Regions from separate parts of the Mus musculus genome. Here all the other regions are linked to region 2. Evidence: chromatin contacts called from public HiCAR-type, HiChIP or PLAC-seq and capture Hi-C data. All regions are on one chromosome and are shown on one strand. Each heading gives the region's core, a stretch centred on a gene start, on an enhancer-like site or on the middle of the called end of the contact. The rest is flanking DNA. Distances are from core to core; before and after follow the strand shown. Region 1 holds the start of Fam78b (family with sequence similarity 78, member B). Region 2 holds the start of Pogk (pogo transposable element with KRAB domain). Region 3 holds the start of Creg1 (cellular repressor of E1A-stimulated genes 1). Region 4 holds the start of Cd247 (CD247 antigen). Region 5 holds the start of Mpzl1 (myelin protein zero-like 1).

The links. HiCAR-type assays count read pairs that join an accessible place to other places. HiChIP or PLAC-seq counts read pairs in DNA pulled down with a chosen protein or histone mark. Capture Hi-C pulls out chosen DNA fragments and counts their contacts.
Region 1: a contact with region 2 is called in an H3K27ac HiChIP or PLAC-seq map of cardiomyocytes, with 11 times the contacts expected there. The contact joins the promoter of Fam78b here to the promoter of Pogk in region 2. A contact is called at or near these places in 2 of 39 promoter capture datasets (hippocampal neurons and stem cell-derived epiblast-like cells), 1 of 484 Hi-C or Micro-C datasets (embryonic stem cells), 6 of 115 datasets of contacts at active chromatin or transcription factors (bone marrow-derived macrophages, cardiomyocytes, differentiating embryonic stem cells and 3 more) and 2 of 9 other capture datasets (adipose tissue and embryonic stem cells).
Region 3: a contact with region 2 is called in a HiCAR-type map of astrocytes, with 3 times the contacts expected there. The contact joins the promoter of Creg1 here to the promoter of Pogk in region 2. A contact is called at or near these places in 6 of 39 promoter capture datasets (the 3T3-L1 cell line, cranial neural crest, embryonic stem cells and 3 more), 1 of 484 Hi-C or Micro-C datasets (B cells), 6 of 115 datasets of contacts at active chromatin or transcription factors (astrocytes, bone marrow-derived dendritic cells, embryonic forebrain and 3 more) and 2 of 9 other capture datasets (adipose tissue and liver).
Region 4: a capture Hi-C map of embryonic stem cells shows a contact between it and region 2, with 5 times the contacts expected there. The contact joins the promoter of Cd247 here to the promoter of Pogk in region 2. A contact is called at or near these places in 2 of 39 promoter capture datasets (liver and trophoblast stem cells), 3 of 115 datasets of contacts at active chromatin or transcription factors (bone marrow-derived macrophages, embryonic forebrain and memory CD8 T cells) and 1 of 9 other capture datasets (embryonic stem cells).
Region 5: a contact with region 2 is called in a FOXA1 HiChIP or PLAC-seq map of pancreatic cancer cells. The contact joins the promoter of Mpzl1 here to the promoter of Pogk in region 2. A contact is called at or near these places in 1 of 39 promoter capture datasets (pre-B cells), 3 of 484 Hi-C or Micro-C datasets (CD4 T cells and the G1E-ER4 cell line), 5 of 115 datasets of contacts at active chromatin or transcription factors (astrocytes, embryonic forebrain, embryonic midbrain and 2 more) and 1 of 9 other capture datasets (liver).

What each region holds. Positions count from the first base shown.
Region 1 is chr1:167,000,013-167,002,712 of GRCm38.p6, forward strand. It overlaps Fam78b (family with sequence similarity 78, member B), which reads left to right and starts at 1,405. Exons shown (of 3, transcript NM_175461.4): 1 at 1,405-1,816. The coding sequence starts at 1,554.
Region 2 is chr1:166,408,301-166,411,085 of GRCm38.p6, forward strand. It overlaps Pogk (pogo transposable element with KRAB domain), which reads right to left and starts at 1,528. Exons shown (of 6, transcript NM_175170.4): 1 at 1,407-1,528; 2 at 698-1,031; 3 at 99-232. The coding sequence starts at 716.
Region 3 is chr1:165,762,317-165,765,016 of GRCm38.p6, forward strand. It overlaps Creg1 (cellular repressor of E1A-stimulated genes 1), which reads left to right and starts at 1,442. Exons shown (of 4, transcript NM_011804.3): 1 at 1,442-1,822. The coding sequence starts at 1,469.
Region 4 is chr1:165,787,142-165,789,937 of GRCm38.p6, forward strand. It overlaps Cd247 (CD247 antigen), which reads left to right and starts at 1,540. Exons shown (of 8, transcript NM_001113391.2): 1 at 1,540-1,745. The coding sequence starts at 1,688.
Region 5 is chr1:165,633,245-165,635,944 of GRCm38.p6, forward strand. Mpzl1 (myelin protein zero-like 1) reads right to left here and starts at 1,297. Exons shown (of 6, transcript NM_001083897.1): 1 at 1,059-1,297. The coding sequence starts at 1,149.

The DNA of each region.
Region 1 (2,700 bases), core at 155-2,654, 590 kb after region 2:
GTTCTATAAAGCCCTGAACTTCTGTTTGTATTTAACAGGCCTTAGGTAAGACTGGGAGGGTAGCTAAGCGTTCTAATCTACCTAGATGATTCCACTAAGTACAACTTGTCTAAAGACACAAGACATTCAAAAGGCAGTGTTTCCCAAGGAGCTCCAACAACCCCCCCCCCCAACACACACACACACATACACACTGTGTGTTGTTCTGATAAGAGTATTTTCAGAGATTGTGGAGGGGTGATATGAAAACAGGCCATGAGTAGACTGAGCTGGTGCCTCGACTAACACTGGCATTTGGGGTGATTTTGTGTCAGCCTCCAATGGGATTTCTCAGGTTTCACTCTCAATACTGTGGTGCAAAAAAATAAAATTAAATTAAAAAATAAAGCTTCTACTAGACTAAAGGAAAATGCGGACCAGTGAACGAGGTAGTAAATCTATTTCGTGGCACTGCTGGAGGTCACACCCAACTCTAACAAACTATATCACAACGATACATCTCAGCTGGAGCTGATTCTCCAACATCTCTCCTCCCGCAGCCTCACCGTACCCCACTGTGGTTCCCTCTATACTCTGAACCGCGCCGCGCCCTCCCGGCCCCACCCATCCCAATAAGCAGGGTCCCGCTTCTACACCCCACTATCACCCGCGGGGCGCCACCTACCGGGGTCCCGGCCCCGCCCAACCCCACGTGCCGCGCCCCGCCCGGGAGCTAGCGGCCCTTTAAACACCCCCACCCTTGCACACTACCCCCCCCCCCGGACGGCAGCCGAAGAGGGACAAACTCATGGCGTACAGCCAGTCTCTTCCGCGGAGCTTGTCCCCCGTAGCCCTAGCCCGCTGGGCTCTCCGCCCGGGGCTACGGTCCCCTGGCGCCCCCCACACGCCCCCGCAGCCGGATGCGGGAGTGTGGGCGCTGTCCGGCTCCAGGGCGGGGCGGGAGGGAACACGGACTCCGCCGCCGCCGCCTGCCTCCGCCTGCCGCTCGGGCCGCCCGCTCGCCCGCCGCTGGGTGCGCTGCACGCGGGGGGCAGCCGCGGTGCAGCAGAGGTTCATGCAGCGGCGGCGGCGGCGGCGGCTGCTGCTGCTGCCGCCGCGGAAACAGACAAACCGGGCGCTGCCGCCGCCACCCTCCCGCAGCTCCATGCCGCCGCCGCCGCCTCCTCCTCCTCCTCTCCGGCGAAGGGCGGGGGGCTCCGGCCCGGGGTGGGCACCACTCCTCGCAGCGCCGCTCCCCTCCCTGCCCTCCGCCGGGGCACGGGAGCCGGAGAGAGCGCCCGCCGCCTCCTAGGAGCGCACGCTCCGCGCGCCCTTGCTGGAGCGAGGAGGCGGGCGTGGGCGGGCGTCGGGGCAGCCGCGACCCAGCGCGCGGAAAGGGGAGGGGGCTTCCCCGGAGGATGCCCCGCGGCGGCGGCTCCTCGCTCTTAGGCGCTAGCTGAGCTGGACCGGGAGCGAGCGGCGCGTCGCCATGCCGGCGTGACGGGTGCCCGCGGCTGCCCGCGCCGGGCCCCCGCGCTGCCCCACGCCGCGCCGCGCCGGCGCCGGGCGGCAGGATGGGCTGTATCCAAAGCATCACCTGCAAGGCGCGGATCCGGCGCGAGAACATCGTGGTGTACGATGTGTGCGCCACCATCGACCAGTGCCCCACGCGCATCGAGGAGACCTCGCCCATCGTCCTGCGCTACAAGACCCCTTACTTCAAAGCCTCGGCCCGTGTGGTCATGCCCCCCATCCCCCGCCACGAGACCTGGGTGGTGGGCTGGATCCAGGCATGCAACCAGATGGAGTTCTTCAACACCTACAGCGACCTGGGCATGTAAGCGACCGGCCACGCCACGCGGCGCGGGAGCGGGGTCCTGGCCCCTTTCTCCACTCTCCATTCTGAACCCCCTCCCCAACCCCTCTTACCGTTGCCCCCATCTCTTTCCGAACCTTCCTCCTGCCTCCCCACCCACCTCCCTCCTCCCTGCGCTTTTGTTTCAGTGACAGGGCGGGTGACGGGAGGCTCCTCGCGAAGGCATTTTCTCGTGCTTTGCTTCTGACTTCCTCGGAGAGGCGAGGAGAATAGTGAGGGGCAGGAAGAACGCGACTGGGAGGGTACAAGAGGCAAAGATAGGATGATTGGCGATTGTCGTGGGAGTTTGGGGGCGCAGTCTGTATTTGTGGGTCTCCCTGGGAAGTTTGGGGAGAGGAGTGGAGTCCCGGGGGCGCATGGGCTGTGTCGTGCGTCTTTTGGAGAAAATCAAGCTGGCTTGGAAGAGAAGGTCCAGGGTGTAGGAATGGGAGTTAGAGGTTCTGCCTTTGCTTCCCAGGCCAGCGAGCCTAAGGAGCATCTCTGCCTGGAATCTCCAGCTGGGCAGAAAGCCCCTCTAGCTATGCGCCCTGAGGACCAATTCTGGGGCGGTGGGGAGCTGGAAGGCACCGGATGCTCCCGGGCCAAGAGAAACTGGTGGCCTTGTGCTAGCCTGGTGTAACACGAGGTGTTTCTTAGGCTCAAGGAAAGGATGAGACACTTCATCTGTCTGGGGTCTTTACTTTTCAAAACTTTCCTAATTGCGGCGCTGGAAGGGATTCCCAGGCGCCCACCGCCTATCCAGTCGGCTGGCTGGGAGCTCTCCAACTTCCTTCAGCAGCGCCGGTTAGAGCGCGCTGAGGGTTTGGCAGCTGCGGTGCACCTAGATCGCCAGGGCTCTGCGGCCG
Region 2 (2,785 bases), core at 278-2,777:
ACAGGAGACTGGGCTATTCTTACTTCCATGTCTGCTCCGGGAGGAAGACCCCCAAAGCAAGCCTGGCTCTCAGGCTGGACTGCTCACACTTTACTTACCCATGCGCCTTCTGAGCAGATTTGTACTTTCTGCATATCTATGGGGCCATCCTCCAACTCTTGGATCTCAACCTCTTCCTCCTTTTGCTCTTCTTTCAGGGTCAAATTCAGAGGGTAGGCCCGGGACTCCATTTCTGCATTCAAGAGTTAGCAGACAATCAGGTGTCAGTGGGAACTAGTCTGTGAGAGGGCGGCTCAGGCACACACACACACACACACACAAACCTGTTTAGGTCAAAGCACTGTCTGCTTCCAGCTGGAAGGAAGGGGTTCAGAAAGGTGGCTGGCTTATTTAATTATTACAGAGGCTGAGGGCAGATAATTTATCTGGCTAACTTCAAATATTTAAAGAGCCCCCTGTGGCACGGAGACCAGAGTAGTTTTCACAGAGCCTCTGTGCAGAAGGGCAGAACTTAGAACAGTGGGTAAATATCCCGGGAAGAGGTTTCAAACAGCTCAGTGATGGGCAGAAGTTCCCACTGCCAGGACTGTTTGAGCACGGAATCAGGACCAGAGGAGGGCGGTGCTGATTTGCTACCACATCAAAGTATCTCAGCCTAGATAGGAAATTTAAATAGTTAGCCCAAAATAGTTATCACCTGGGTTTTCCAGATTCATAGGCGCTGTCCACAAGCTACTTCAGAAACTTAACAGTTTTTCTGCCTCAAAGGACCTCCCAAAGCCAAGTCCATGATGCAGAGAGGGGCGTGCCTGGGTGGCAGAGGCCAACCCAAACCTGGCTGGACTTCTCCTCGCCTCTGGGTCGCAAATCCTCTCTATTCGAAGCCTCCTCAGGCTGGTACAAAGAGGTTCCCCAGAAGAGACTGCGGGCAGCTGCTGGGTATGCAGAGAGTGTGCATCTGTGAGCTCCATTTCCCGGGACTTCCCAAGCAAGGATCTTCCCGGAGTTCAGAGTCAGCTTCTTCAATGTTTCTGGGGTGGGTGGAGGCATGGGGAGGTAGGAACACTCGTGAGGTCACAGGAGTCCCGGGACCTGAACTTGGCCGCGGCCTGTGCCCAGCTGCGGGGCGGGTGGTGGGAGGGGCCGGCACGAAGGTGCTCGCCGCCGCCCTTGCCCGCTCCAGCCATCTTGTCCAACCCTCTCCCGCCACCCCCGCCCACCACTAAGGTCCTCGGTCCACCTGCGGGGCGGCGACAGCCCACGCCGCCTACCTCCCCGGCCGGCCCGCAACAAAGGCGGCGGCGGAGGCGACACTGCCACCGGCGGCCCCCGCCCCACCGTGGCCCAGCCTCCTCCGCCGGCCTCGAGGACGAGCCGCCCGGATCCCGCAGCCCGCGCGCACTCACCCCGGCCGAGCGGGCGGCGTCGCCGCAAAGGGCGACGAAGGCTGTGGCCCGGCATTCACCGCGCCATCGTCTCCACCGCTCCCGCCGCCCCAGCGCGGCCCCTCGGGAGGGAGCGAGGACACGTGGTGGGAGGGGAGGGGTGGGCGGAGCCCAGGGTGTTAGGGGCGGGCTAGGGGCGGTGACGTCAGCAGGTCTCGGCGGCGCTTCCGGCGACCTCGGTGCTTCGAGCCGCGTTAGCCCGGTGGCTGGCTCACTTGCGGCCGCCGAGGTGGGCATTTGCTCGGAGGAACACCGCAGCCTTTCCGCTCAGGCATCCAGAAATGCTCTGTGCGCGGAGGGGTGACCGGGCTCATCGTTCTTGTTCTGTCCAGAACGCTGATCCAAGCATACCAAGAAGCGAACTTGAAGATTTTTGTAGTATTGCCCTTTAACTCCCAAGCATGTAGTTTCCTGGGCGTAGTAGGTGTGAAGAAGTTTTTTCGAGTTGTTTGCCCACAGCTCTGTGGAGAATATAGCAACCATGTTCCAGGAGACCTCGAAAATCTTCTTATTTCAGAAAAAGATTCTACAGTCGGAGATCTGTTTGGACCTTGTTTAAACAAACACCACACACACACACACACACACACACACACACACACACACACACACACACACTTCATACTTATTGAAAATACTAAAAGATTGAGTTCAACTTGGGGGTTGGTGATTTATAGCCAAGGAGAGGAAGGGGTGTGGATGTCAAGAGTGTGGATAATTACTAAGAGGAATTATCAAAGATTGAGGGATTCTTGCTAAACCCACTAAACTGGATTCTGGTTGAAAGCAGACCAGGGTGATCAGATAACAAATGTGCTAAACTGACTTAGGATTCTTGCTTAAATAAGGCTGGGCAAGCAGAGGTGGGGGTGGGGAGCACGGCAGCAGAGGCAGCTCAGGAGAGGGTTCAAGAGCCTGTGGTTAAGAAAAGAATCGTTTTTAAAAATCAAAATATTATTTTAAGTAATATGTGCATGGGTATGTGCTTATGCCTGAAGGCTAGAGTCATGGGATACCACTGTGTTGGAGTTACAGGTAGCTGTGAGCTGCCTGATCGGGGTGCTGGAAACTAAGCTCTGATCCTCTTCAAGAGCAGTGCACTTAACACCCGAGCTGCCTTTACAGCCCCCAGGAGAAGCTGTTGTTAAACATTTTACTTTAAACTTATTGCTTCTGTTCACTAATGTGTGTGTAAGCACAAATGCCAAGGCATAGATGAGCTGTGCTTTTTAATACATATAGTACGACACAGAAGACTCACTCTTGAAATGTTGTTATGGCTGACAAGAGCAAAGAGCAATGATGGCTTAATCACTGCACAGAGATTATTGATATATTGA
Region 3 (2,700 bases), core at 192-2,691, 650 kb before region 2:
TAGAACCTAGCATTACAATACATAGCAAAAGACCAAACCTCAACACACGTGAATGGGAGAGAGAGAGAGAGAGAGAGAGAGAGAGAGAGAGAGAGGCAGAGACAGAGAGAGAGACAGAGAGACAGACAGAGATCAGGAGAAAGACAGAGTAGTGGGCCAGATTGGGGTGGGGGGCTAGCTAGAGGCAGACCTCAGAATATCTTTCCAGAAATCTCCTTTAGGAGTCTCACACCAGTCCCTAGAATAGAGGCTAAGCCTGATTTTTATATCATTTTAGAGGTGTCAGGAAGTTTCACATCCCATGATTTAGTTCATCCTGGCCTACATGACAGGGAGCTGGGTGCCACAGACTAAGAGGAGCTGCCAAGGAGCTGAAGGGGTCTGCAACCCTATAGGTGGAACAACAACATGAACTAACCAGTACCCCCAGAGATCGTGTCTCTAGCTGCATATGTAGCAGAAGATAGCCTAGTCGGCCATCATTGGGAAGAAAGGCCCCTTGGTCTTGCAAACTTTATATGCCCCAGTACAGGGGAACACCAGGGCCAAGAAGTAGGAGTGGGTGGGTAGGGGAGGGGGGGGTACAGGGGACTTTCGGGATAGCATTTGAAATGTAAATGAAGAAAATACCTAATATTTTTTTAAGAAAGAAAAAAGAGTAGCGGCTAAGCACGGACTGCTTCATAACTCTGTTAGGAAGAGAGAGAGCTGCAGAGAGGTGTGGCCTGATTCAGACTATAGGATGGGTGGGGCTTAAAAGATTCTAACAGTGGCCACAGTTTTAAAACGACGCAAACACGTTTGCATACATTTTCTAACTCCCTAGGGTAGCAGAATGAAAATCCTCCACGGGCTTGGAGGATCTGCCAGAATAAATGCATGAAACCACGAATTTAACCGAGCTAGATGACTTGACAGGTCTCAAATGGACAAGGTCAAAGTCTTGAGTGGGATACCGAAAACTAACAAAGTGGCTTTATCTGAAGACTCTTCTGGGCCAGGAATTTTTAAGTTCCTGCATGTCGGTATTTCTGTACTGTACTACATATAGGCTTGCTTGCTAACAGTCAGTAAACAGAAAAGAGCACACAGAAAACTCACGTTCTCTTAGATGCCAGGCAAGCATACTCAAAGACATTAAAAAGGAGGTGTGTGCGTGCATGCAGGCAGCTTTTTTCTAGCACTGTGACTTAGGAAGTTGCTTAATTTCTTCTAGACCTCATTTATCTGTCTGTAAATCAAACAAGCAAAACAAATATCTCTTTAGGGCAAATTCGCACTCTTCACAGAGCAGATCACAGGACACGGTGAACAGACCATATGCTTCTGGAAACTGGGTTGCACTGGAGCCACGCCCCCTCTTGCCTGCTCATCTCTGATTGGCTTTCTCGGAGGGGCGGAACAACGGGCAGGCAATAGTTACCCCGGCAGAGTTTGGTCGGTGGGCAGGGACTCCGCAGTCAGCGTCATGGCTGCCCGTGCTCCTGAGCTCGCGCGTTCCCTGCTTGCTGCCCTTCTGGCGCCCGCGCTGGTGGCACTACTGGTGTCGCCGGCCTCGGGTCGCGGAGGCCGGGACCACGGGGACTGGGACGTGGACAGGCGATTGCCTCCGCTGCCACCCCGCGAAGACGGGCCGCGCGTGGCCCGCTTCGTGACTCACGTCTCAGACTGGGGCTCGCTGGCCACTATCTCCACAATAAAGGAGGTGCGCGGCTGGCCCTTCGCGGACATCATCTCAATCAGTGACGGTCCTCCGGGAGAAGGCACGGGCGAGCCCTACATGTACCTGAGTCCACTGCAGCAAGCCGTGAGCGACCTGCAGGTGAGCGGGAGCGCGGCGCGGTTTCCCAGACCCGGCAGAGCAGGAAACCAGCGTCTCCAGTTTAGCTCGCTGGGGAGAGCGTGGGTCTTAGAGATAAGACTTTTGAACCCAGCTCACATGACTGTCTCTTCTGGCCTGCGCTGGCTAGGCGGAGGTTGTAGCATCCCAGATGTTGGGGAACTACCAGGAAGTTCCTACTTACCCTGTTACTGGTCTAAGCGCTTGGGGTAAATTCTTTGCCAGTACCTGGAGCACTTCACACCCTTCAGATAGTCAGGCGTCCTCTTTAGGCGCTGTCTCTGCATAAACTGCACTCTTGTGATCTAAAGGCATACAGATTGTTGGATAGTTTAGCGTTTGGCTTATGTGACTTCGGAGATTCTCTTCCCTACCTTTACCTATCAGCAGTGGGAAACTACTACACAGCATTATAGTTGACTGCGGACCTGGCTCTGCTTACAGCTCAGGTGGAAACAGCCTGGGAGGGAAAGGCCACACAGGAGCCCAGAAATGAAGCCTGACTCGGTGGAGGGTCTGTGGCAAAACTGAGAAAGCTTGGTGTCGTGGTAAACAGTGAGCCAAGAGACGCCGACGCTTTAACCAAGCCCTTGCCATGGTATGTGCCTAGGGCTTTTCGGTTCCACCTGTTTTCATTCATTGTCTCTTGTAGTAACTCTTAGAAACAGGCATGGCTATTCCGGGTTTACAGATGAAGACATGAGGTTAAGTAATTTGCGCAAAGCCAGGGGGCCAACCCTAGTTCACCTCAGACCCACTTGTCTTCAAAGCACAGGCCACAGGACTGGGACCCATGTGCTAGAATAGAAGAGACCCGTTTTCTTCAGCCTCCACAGAGTTCTGTATTGTTCTAAACAAAT
Region 4 (2,796 bases), core at 290-2,789, 620 kb before region 2:
TGTGTATGTATGTGTGGTGTGTCTGTGTGTGGTGTACATATGTATGGTATTTGTATATGTGTATTTGTATAGTGTGTATATATGTATGTATATGTGGTGTGTACGTGTATGTATATATCGATATATGTATGTATGTGTGTGGTATATGTGTGTGTGGTATATGTGTGTGTGGTATATGTATGTGTGTATGGTGCATGTATGTATGTGTGGTGTGTATGTGTATGTATATATGTGTATATGGTGTATGTATGTGTGTGGTGTGTGTATGTATATGTGCTATGTACATGTATGTATGTTATGTGTGTGGTATATGTGTGTATGGTGTATGTATGTGTGAGGTATATTTGTGTATGGTGTGTGTATGTGTATGTATTTGTGGTATGTATGTGTATAGTATATGTGTGTATGATGTGTGTGTATGTATGTGTGGTATATATGTGTATGTATGCCATGTGTGTGGTATATGTGTGTATGGTGTATGTATGTGTGTGGTTTATGTGTGTGCGTGTGTGTGTGTGTGTGTGTGTGTGTGTGTGTGTAGCTCAGAGGACATCTTACAAGAATGGCTTCCCATCTACCATGTGGGCTCTGAAGATGGAATTCAGACTGTCAGGCTTGGCAGAAACTACCTGAACCAGCTCTCTGCCTCCAGATTTGATAATATTGTCTTTCCATTTAGAAGGCTGGTAGACTGAAAAGTAACTGTGGACTTCTTGACTTTCTTTTTTAAATCAAAGAAACCAGAGGCACCCTCCCATCCACATGATCCTTTCCGGGTCTCTGTCCCGTCTCAAAGCTTGTGTACACTCACCTACAACTCTCCGTTATGCTTATTTCTCAGTTTTATTTTTTATTTTGTTTTGAGGCAGTCTTGCTACACAGCTCAAGTTGGCCAGGTATTCACTGTTAGTCCAGTGTGACCTCAAACTCACACTCCTCCTGCCTTTGCCACATGAGTGATACGATTTACAGGCAGGCAATCTAGGCCTGACTTTTATCGTTTTCTTACTGTAAATGACCCCAAGGGTGAAAAGTTGACAATTAGAGGAAGCATGTGACCTCGGTTTGGTGGCACATACTGTAATCTTGACCTGTGGAAAGCTGAGGAGGGAAAATTGTGAGTTCAAGACCAGCCTGGATTAAATAGTGAGATTTGTCTCAGGGAAAAGAATTTTGAAAACAATGTAAGCTATAGTATTTCACACTATTTATGGTCTGAATTGAGGCCAAGTTCAGAACTATACCTCAAATATCCTCCTTTCTTTGTGCTTCAGATAAAGAAGCTGACGTCTGGAGATGCTTCAAGGCCACACAGCAACTTAGATATATGCCTAGGGTCTGACTTCAGCAATTGAGAGTCACGTACAAATTAGTAAAGAATTAAAATAATAAAAAAGTACATTAAACTACAGTCAAATTGAAGAAAAAGCAAAATTCAGACGGATGCACATTCTTACACCCCAAACCTCCAAACCTTCAGAACTTCCTGCCTATGAATCGAGAGGGGGAGTGAGAGGGTGTCTTGCTGGCAGGTGCTGTCTCAAAGGCCCACAGTCCTCCACTTCCTGGGGTGTCAGCCACAGAACAAAGCCAGCAGAGACTCCATCAGCGCCTCCTTTTCTCCTCATCCTCCCAGGCATAGCTGCCTCTGCCTCTGCCTCTGGGTACCATCCCAGGGAAGCAGAAGATGAAGTGGAAAGTGTCTGTTCTCGCCTGCATCCTCCACGTGCGGTTCCCAGGAGCAGGTAAGGGCTCTGTTTCCCGCGGCTCGACCCTTTTAGAGCCTCTCCGTGTGTCTGAGGGGCAGCGGAGGGGTGCCAAGGACCTGGTGCTTCTTTTAAAGCTTGTCTTCCCAAAGTCAACGGGCAGAGTGGGCAGCGGCAGTGTGGGCTTGGGTCCCACCCAGGCGTCTGCTCTGTGACAGCCAAGCTGGTTATCGGTTGGGGGCCAGCTGTTTGAAAACACAGTTGTAGATTGTCTAATGATAAAGGCAAAAGAAAAAGACTGTGGAGGGAAAGGGCAAGGAGAAACGCAGCGAGTCAGCAACTGAGACAGCTCTGCGCGGACGGGAGAAGCGGCACAGGATCCGAAACACCAGCCAGCTAGGCCTCGCTCCTCTACTCTGGTTTCCAGATATCATGACTCCTTCCGCCCCTCTCTGGTTGGCATTGCCGCTCAGCCCCGTTCTTTCCTCCTTTGCCAATAAAGGACATTGCCATGGTCAGTCAGAAAGGGTCATGGCCTGTGACCCTGAGTATCCTGAAACATCTGGTAGAGGCCGAGCCCCTACAAGAGAACTTGAGGCAGGGAGGGAGGGAGGCGTACGGAGTAGGCATCCATATTTGCAGCCTTTTGCAAGGCGCATTGCCACCTTCTGGCCCAGAGCATTTAAGTCTAAGCTCACCCTGTCAAGGCTGTCCCCCACATCACAGCCACCAGCTACCCTATGACATACTGATTCTCTGTGATATACTCACATGGCTCTCTATCTGAGCCAAGCAGCCAGAGACACGGACAGAAATGCTAGCAACAGGTTGAAGAATATGTGTTAATACGTGACCATCACGAGTCACAACCAGCCCAGAAGACAACTTGCGCCAGAGCCCACTGCATCCCTCCAATGCCTGGCATTTGGCATGCGGTAGCCTTAGTGTGCTTCCTAGTTCAGCAGTCGGGGTGGAAGCGAGGGAACAGAAGACAAAAGACACCACTCACAAGATTGGTGTCATGGCCGTTTTACAAGAAATGGGACAATCTGTATTTGAATCTAGAAAGACAAGGATGGTAGCTGTAAGG
Region 5 (2,700 bases), core at 47-2,546, 780 kb before region 2:
GCTATTAACTAGGAGCTTAAATGAAAGCTGGAAATCCAACAGAATCTCACCTATACTCCTGGTTCGAGAGACTACTACATTAAGAACTTTTGCACGAAAGAAAGTACTGAGTAATGGATTTTGAACAAATTACATTTTACACAACAAAAGAATGAGTGGGAGGAACCCCCTCCGTGTTTTCTTAGGAGTTCGACCTCTCGGTAACCACTACTTAGCTGAATTCTGAGACAGAAACAAGTACTTTACTTTGAACAACACACAAAAAAAGTCCTGGGGCAGACACTACTTCAGACGCCCCATAAAACAACTCGTCCAAGACGTCATATAAACCGAGCCGGAGCCTTTATCAAAAACTTAAGCCTGGTTTATTTGGTAAGGGCCTGAGAGGGGGGCTTTTAAAATCAAAGTAAAAGCATGCTTTGTAAATGTTCGTCTTGTCAAACTATCTTGCCCATGTTTACCATTAATACGAATTCGACCGAATTCTTTCAAGCCTTTGCATTCTAGGCTAGAAGTAACGTAAATTTCGCCTCTGTGATTTACAGACCCCAGAGATGAAATAAATGAGAGTCTGAGTTTTCAATCATAGAGCCTTAAGAATTGATCTGAGCGCATTCGAAATAGATCTTACCAGGTAAAGGAAAAACACTGGTTTAAACAAGGAAATAAACCAACAAAGGCCCACAGGTGAAAAATCCTGCAATCTTCCGCCATCTCCCAAAGGTGGAGAACATCAATTCCAGAGTCGGACTCCCGGGAGGTCCTGGGCAACTCAGAATCGCCAGGAGGCGACCGCAGGGGACTGGGCGTGAGTGGGCTCCTGGGACTGTCCCCAGGGAGCTGCAAGGTAGGGAGCTCCCTCACCCCTCCCCGCCCCACCCCCCTCGCCCTCTACGCAAAGGGATCCAAAGAAAGAGGTTCCTCGGCTCCCGGCCGCGCTCCCCGGGCGGCGTGCCCAGGCCCCAGAGCTCGCAGGCCGCGCCCCCTCCCCTCCGAGGCGCCCCGAGCGCGCGCACGGCCGCGGAGCCCCCGCCCGACCCCGGCTCGGCATCACTCACACAGCCCGAGCATCGCGGCTAGCACCGACCACAGCCAGCGCCGGCGGGCCGGGGCCGCAATCAGTGCCACGGCTCCGACGGCCTCTGCCATCCTGCTCCCGCCGCTCCGTTCCGCCCGGCTTCCCGCTGCGGTCGGCTGGCTTGCCTTAGACCACACAGCTCTGTCCGGATCGCGGCTGCGAGCGCGAGGACACCTCCACGCCACCGCTCCCCGCTCCCGGCCCCAGTGGCCAACCGCCAGCCTTCTGCCCAGCTCCAGCCCCTGTGCCCGCCCCACTGCTCGCTCATTGGTCCTCCTGGCAACCTGGGAAAGAAGCCATTGGACAACTCGACTCCCTGTCAGCCCCCTCGGGCAAGGCCCCGCCCTCCGGGCCCCGCCCTTGGTGTGATCTGTGCAGCATGCCCGCGTACTGTGCCTCTGCAGCCGCATTACTTTGAGCCTGCCTGCGTGGCTGGTCGTGGGGCTGCCCTCCGGCCCACCGCCGCCAGAGGCTGCCCTCCTCTCTGAGGGGCCAGTCCCACAGTTCTCTTAATGTCCCTCCCCGCGGTCTCTTCCAAGTCCGGATATCATTTCCGACTAGGATCTGCTTGGTTACTCCTGGCCTCACTCACCTAAAGAAAAGCAATTAATTTAGGGACCGGGTGGGGGAGGGGAGGAGTGAAGTGAAGAGAGAGGTGAGGAAAGACTTCCATTCAGTGGTCGAGATAGAAAAAGACCCACCATCTCTTTGACCTTTGCCGAGTATCTGTCTTTGCCTGAACTGGATCATTTGCGTTGCAACATGAGAAGTCTCCATCTTGCCCTAACCTCTGAGCAGGCCCTTTTTTGGCTTTTCAGAGGACAGGAAAGGAATAGGAATTGGAACTCTTTCCCGCCACCTAGATAACCAGTGACTGCACTTACTGTTTGTTTAGCATATCAACGTCCCTCGGCCTATAGATGAAAAGTTAGGACGGAGGCGGTGCCTTACTTCAATTCTGAAAAGTGCCGGCTGCTACTAGTTACCCAGCAAACCCTAAAGAGAGGGAGGATTCTGAGAATGGTCTTCAAAGGGGGAAAAAGGAGGGACCAGACACAAAACAGATTAGAGTGAACGAAGAACGGGAAAATCCAAGTGAGAGTTTGGAGGAGGAAAACAAGTTTTAGGAACAAGACTATAATAGGCGGAGCGTAGTCCAGTAGACCAAAACGCGGCCTCTCCTTTCAGGATTTTGTCAAAAGCCAGTCTTAACAGTGTCCTTCCGATGTTTCCAGTGGCCTAGCCCCTTAACCTTGCAGTAGAGCAAGTTCCTAATTACTAGGCAATTGGAGAAAACCAAGAATGCATATCGCAGCTATTTTGCCTTCCGGTTAGCAGGTCCTGCCCATCGGTGGCACTTTACTTTCAAGGAGCACACATTGGAGTTTTAATAACCAAGAGTTTAGCAGGAAAGTAGAAAGGGCAAGCTGTGGAGGAGTCTGAGAAAGAAGGACTGTCTCAAGTTTGAGGCCAGCCAGCCTAGGCTGCATCAGGAGTTCTAAGGCAGCCTGTGCCACACAGTGTAGACTACCCTGTGAGACTCTTAAAACTTTTTTTTTTTTTTTGTGGCCATCCTTAGGTTATCCTGTGGGCAACAGAAGGGGAGTGGCCACGAAGTCAGA